2 separate regions of the Bos taurus genome follow, and region 1 is linked to region 2. Evidence: chromatin contacts called from public Hi-C data. All regions are on one chromosome and are shown on one strand. The core of a region is the stretch at or near the end of the contact, and the rest is flanking DNA. Distances in the headings are between cores, read along the strand shown.

Region 1 (3,121 bases), core at 279-2,778, 61 kb before region 2:
TCTAAAGTTTATTCACAAATAGATAATCTTGCAACTGTCAGTACTTTCAGATATAAATAAATTTCATGCAAGATATAAGTAAATTTTCTAAACACCTTTCTGCTCTGAGTTCATAGGGAGAATGTGAGCTTGGTTAAAATGCTCTTGATGGACTTAACTCTGAAATGATATAACAAATGAAGGCAAAAGTGTTCACAAACTGGGGAGTCTGGGTAAATAAAGGGCAATTCTCTGTTCTCTTCCTGCAACTTTTATATAAGTTTGAAAGTATTCCCAAATAACAAGTTGCCCCAAAGTTCCCCTTCATGCCTTATTTACTCACATACTATGAGTGACATGAGCTCACATGACCCTGTAAGTGGTCACACTGCTCCTCGGCAGGGACACCCACCTCCCTGCCCTCCAGCGGGTGAGGTCCAGCACCGCAGTGTAGAGCACGTCCACCAGGCCCAGCGTCTTCTCGGGATCTAGGCTTCTCTGCAGCAGGGACATGGTAGCCGGGTCTTCTTTCAGGCACCTAGGCACCAACCAAGTTGCGTGAGTCTAGGCTGCCCTTCTCCACAACAGGGTTCCAATTTTCAATCAGGCCTTATACAAAAGGTCACAACTTTTGGCACCAAAGAAAAATTTAGTAATCATAAGAATATTTAGAGGATGACAGGGCTAACACTGGGACTTGCTGCTCTGCAATAGGAGGGGGAAGAAATACAACAGGGCCTGGCGTCTCGGCAGATTTCTAACTGTCTAGAATCTGTTTAGCAGGAAGAGAAGAGTTCAGTGCAGGGGCTGCCTTCCAGGTGTCCTAACGCCCTTTCACTGTCCTACACCAGCTTCAGCCCTGACTTTCCTCCACACAGCAAGAGAGTGAGCCTCCTCTAGCACAAATCTGAACACACCACTCCCCTGTGCAAAACCCTCCAGTGGCATCCTATTGTGGCTGAAATAAAATGCAAACCCCTCAGCTCAGCCCTCCAGACTCTGTGACCTGGGCCTCCTGCCTCTCTGGACACAGTCCTCTTCACTGTTTCCTCTATTTACAGTGTCCCAACTACGAGGCTTCTCATACGCCCTGAGTATGTTGGATCTGCTCACATCTCAGGATCTCTCATGCTGTTGCCTTTGCCTCAACTGCTCCCTTTGAGAGCTGCCTTCCCGCTGGCATTCAGGTCCCCACTGCCCACCCCGGGCACCTCCACCAAGAGGCGTTTTCTGAGAGGGAGAACCAGGAAGATGCTGTCTGTTACCGAGTGTTCCGGGGGCTAAACAGTAGGCTAAATAACACTTCAGCTAAATAACACTTGCCAAAGCCATCCTAAGGAGGCAGCAGCACTCCCCAATGTGACTTTGGCTTGAGAAGAAATATATGTGAGGGTGTGAGCTGGCCAGTTTCAGAAACCCTGGAGAAAGCAAGCAACAAGGCAAGCTCTGCCAGCACCCGACGAGACCCTGGGCTCCTAGGACAGAATCCTGGCCAGTGGACCTGGCTGAGGTCCACGCACCAGATTCTCTCAGCCTGGAATCGCTGATCACCAGGACATACTTGCTCTATGTTCTCAAGCCAACTTCTGCTTGTGATCTGGCTGGTCACATGTCCGCCCACTAAGCGAGCATTTTCTGGTCATGCAGAAAGCAGTACTATGGTTTCTGGTGATACTAATAATTTCTTTCTAAAAATCAACAGAATGGTATTTTTATGTTATTCATCAGTCTTGAGAACTCATCAGTAAAATCCCCTGAAGAAACTAAACCTATTCTTTTTGACAAATTACCCTGATTGGCTTAAAACCTTCTACCTGTTCTTAGATAAAACCCTAGTCCCCCAGGGACCCTGCAAGTCCTGGCTTCCACGACTCCTGTCTTCACCCCCACCCAGCATACCTCCAGTCACACCAGTGCACTCCTCAGGTCTCTGCATTTGCTGTTCCTTCTGCCTGCGATGCTTTCCCCATCTGCTCTCTGCGTGGCAGGCTCCTCTCAAATGTCACATCCTTAAAGAGACCCTTCATGACTGACCTCCTCATCCAAAATAGCTTCCTCTTGCCATCTCTACCTGTTATTCTCTAACAGATGATGTCACTCTACTCTTATTCCCCTTGTACACTTGCCAGTGCTTGAACTTAACTCCTACGCTTATTAACAGTCCCCTGCCCAACCCCCACGCCATTACAAAGCCAGCTCTGTTAAGGGCAGGGACCTAAGTAAGATACTACTTTTGGGGGGAAAAAAGAATCTAGATACTTCATTATGCTAAAAGCAAAGCAAATAATAAATTCTTGACTAGTTTTGCTAATAATTTCATTTTCTCTAAGTTGGAATAAAGCAATTACTTCTTTTTGAGTTCTTCTCAACAAGCACATATTTCGTAACTTGAAACAAAAACATGAAAACTGTGCCATTTTTACCAAAAGTAGCCAGCAGAGGGAGCAGTTTGTGAGGTCTTTCAAGGACGGGCAATGAATTACAAAGGAAATCAATCATAAAGGGAGAGTTCTGGAAGTAAACTGCAGTGTTAACCATTTTAGTACTAGCTGTTTATATCCACCCAATTATCCAAGAGTTGGAAATGTTTTCTTTAAAATGAGAATCCTAGTTAAGTTTAATATTTTTCAATAAGAACCTGAATTAGAAAACAATTTCAGGAACACAAAACTCTTACAAAATGTGAGCTTTTAATCTACTGCTTGGGGAATTCCTTGCCAGTTCAGTGGTTAGGACTCCACACTCTCACTACTGCGGGCCTGAGTTCAATCCCTGGTTAGGGAGCTACGATCCTGCAAGCTGAGTCCAGAAAAAAAAATCTACTGTTTGATAGGAATGAAGACCTGAATATAAATTAACTAATAATCAAATTTAGAAATCTGTGGAGAAACTCACAGAAGGGAGATTCTGGGACATGACGTAAATCACCAACCATTTAGATGGTGAAGAATCTGTCTGCGATGCAGGAGACCGGGTTTGATACCTGGGTCAGGAAGATCCCCTGGAGAAGGGAATGGCAACCCACTCCAATATTCTTGCCTGAAAAATTCTATGGACAGAGGAGCCTGCTGGGCTCCTGGGGTCACAAACAGTTGGAAATGACTGAGTGACTTAACACTTTCACAAGTGCTTTCACACTTGA
Region 2 (2,771 bases), core at 28-2,527:
CCACTTCCCAAAAGCTCTGCCCTCCAGTTGAGGAGTACCCAGTTTTCCCCAACCCCAGGCTGAGGAGGACATGTCGTCATCTCAACCCAATCACCCAATCATAAGAGTGTGTTTCTATGATTCCTGCAGACAAAGGTGGAACATGCTTTAAGGGACTTCTCTGGTGATCTAGTGGTCAAGACTCTGCACTTCCACTGCAGGGGATGCAGGTTAGATCCCTGGTCTGGGAACTAAGATTCCGCATGCCTCAAGATTCGGCCAAAAAACAAGCTTAAAAAAATAAAGAAAATGCTTTTTTTTTTTTTTTTAAAGCCCTAAAGCCTTGGACTTCCCTGATGGTCCAGGGGTTAAGACTCCGTGCTTCCACTGCAGGGAACACAGTTTCAACTCCTGGTCAGGGAAGTTCCACATGCCATGTGGTATGGTCAAAGAATAAGCATAAATAAATATAAATAAATTAACTAATTTTTTTTTTTTAAGCCCTAAAGCCTTGCTCTCTGCCACCTAAAATCAGGACTTAGCAGCTGCCAGCCAGGAGACGCCTCACTTCCTGTAGTTGCTCAGTAAAAATAGGAAGTGGGGGAGGAAATTCACAAAGCAGAAACAAAAGTAATCACTGCCTAGCTTCCTGAACACAAATCACTGAGCAGGGAGGGTATCATTAAAACATGGAAACGGAAAGGGAGACATGGAGAGCCAACACCAGGGGAAAGGAAGTGACACTTAGGGGTCCACCAAGTCCAGACTACTTCTGTGCCCGGGAGACTGCTCCCAAAGAAAATTACATGCAAAACTGGGCTCTAGTTTATACAGAAAGTTTCCAAGGAATATAACCCATGTTAGTTTAAAGAATCGTGCGACAACTCCTGAAACATTACAGTTATATCAGAGTTTTTAAAAAAAGTCAATGAAAAAATTTTTAAGGATGCCAAGATTAAACTATATTTTTCCTGGTCAAGAAGTGGCTACTAAAACTGCTATTAAGACAGGGACTTCCTTGGTGGCCCAGTGGTTAAGGCTCTGTGCTTCTACTGCAGGGAGCACTGGTTCTAGATCCTTGGTTGGGGCACTAAGATACTGCATGCCCAGTGGTGAAACCAAAACAAAATAAAACAAAAAGTTACTAAATAACTGACTGGTTGACAAAATCTAAAGCCCATGCTTTCCTGTATGAAAACTCAAGTAAACAGGAAAAACAACCTACTAAATATACAGCTTTGTACAGCCAAAACAAAACAAAAAGTTACGAAATAACTGACTTGTTGACAAAATCTGCAGTCCAAGCTTTCCTATACTGAGGTATGAAAACACTAGTAGACAGGAAAAAACCCTACTAAATATGCAGCTTGCAGCAGCCAAAACAAAAAAATATTAAAATCATATTGAGGTATGAAAACTCAAGCAGACAGAAAAAACTTTATTAAATAAAAATTCTATTCATAGAATTCTAAAAATTTCTAATCATAGCTAGAATCTGTCGTAGTTAAAGATTCTTCTACACCTGTGTCCTCTAGCACGGCTCAACCCTGTAAGTTGTGCCTGAATACTCTAGGCACCTAGGATGCACAGGTTAACAGTGCTGGTGTCAAGGGGATTCTGGTCTAATGGCGTAACACTGCTTCCACGGGCTGACACCTGACTGCCCCTTGTGCTGACACCTGCTCTAAAACAATTTATCATCACAAAATACGACATTCCTCCATAATAACAAAGCAAGTTAGCATTAGCAGATTGTCAAAAAGCTTTTATACTCAGTAATCTACGAATAACTGATAATTTCAGTTACAGCAGAAAAAACAAATTTTCTAACCACAAAGGCAACAGAGTTGAAATTTAGCTTCAGAATAACACAGGTTAAAAACAAAACAGGCCAGGACCCTGGCGGTCCAGCAGTGAGGACTCTGCTGCCACTGCCCATGGTGCGGGTCCCTGTGAGCCACGAGGTAGGCCCAAAGAAACAAACAAATATTAGAACTTTTGAATTGTATTAGAGAAATGCTCTGAGTCAAAAAAAAAAAAAAATCTCTGTTGAACAGAAATCTCCAAAAGAAAAGGAAATGGGGCGGGGGGTGGTGCGCAAGGGGAAGTCAGAGTCTTGCTAAGAGGCTTATCTGTAAAAAACTACCCCACATTTCCAAAAGGTGAACAAAGTTGGCTCCTAAACATCTGAAAAAGTTTACTCAGGGAAACAAAGTTTTTAATCTACAAACTGAAATGGTCTTTGACCAATTAAAATGCACCCAAGCACTATGAAGACATTCATTACAACAAACTACCCTGCTGATGGAAATTCGAGCATAAATCAAGGAGAGACGATAACTTTAAAGTAAATCATTAAATTAAAAGTTACAAAATACTGATGTAATTTTTCAAATCCGATTTGTTAAAAAATATATTTTTTTAACCTAGACCTATTAAAAACCTTCAGTTTTTGTTTCAGTGTGTTAGAACACGGAAAGGCTTTGATCTACTCAGCTCTGGTTAAGTCTAGTCCAAAGTTTCCAAATTTATGTATCCATTAAAAAGTCATTTAAGAAAACATAAAGTTCTATAGCGCTACTCATTCTTAACAACTTGCACTGTGGAACCTACCCAAAATTAACCTCCAATGGGGAAAAACAAGTATTTATCAAGAAGCTTACGTACAAATGTGTAAATCAAACTGTAATATGGAAACTATTTCTCTTACTACAGAGTGGAACTATATAAATTTTAGATAAATACACTTCAGATTCAGGATAATTTCTGAAAATTTAAGGTATCCATGAAAA

What was found. Hi-C and Micro-C count contacts between places; a contact is called where the count stands out from the background.
Region 1: a Hi-C map of liver shows a contact between it and region 2, with 2.6 times the contacts expected there. The contact joins two enhancer-like sites. A contact is called at or near these places in 2 of 11 Hi-C or Micro-C datasets (4-cell embryo and liver).

Annotation. Positions count from the first base shown.
Region 1 is chr18:44,760,913-44,764,033 of ARS-UCD2.0, reverse strand. It overlaps GARRE1 (granule associated Rac and RHOG effector 1), which reads right to left. Exons shown (of 13, transcript NM_001206284.2): 8 at 392-517. Among named protein-coding and RNA genes, the nearest start is that of GPI, 22 kb to the left of the region's middle. Within about 2 kb of position 1,528, at least 6 of the 102 cell types and tissues checked have an H3K27ac peak or open chromatin away from gene starts, as enhancers often do. A contact at or near this core is called in liver, where this site is marked.
Region 2 is chr18:44,699,822-44,702,592 of ARS-UCD2.0, reverse strand. It overlaps a transcript of GARRE1 not described here. Among named protein-coding and RNA genes, the nearest start is that of GARRE1, 23 kb to the left of the region's middle. Within about 2 kb of position 1,277, at least 5 of the 102 cell types and tissues checked have an H3K27ac peak or open chromatin away from gene starts, as enhancers often do. A contact at or near this core is called in liver, where this site is marked.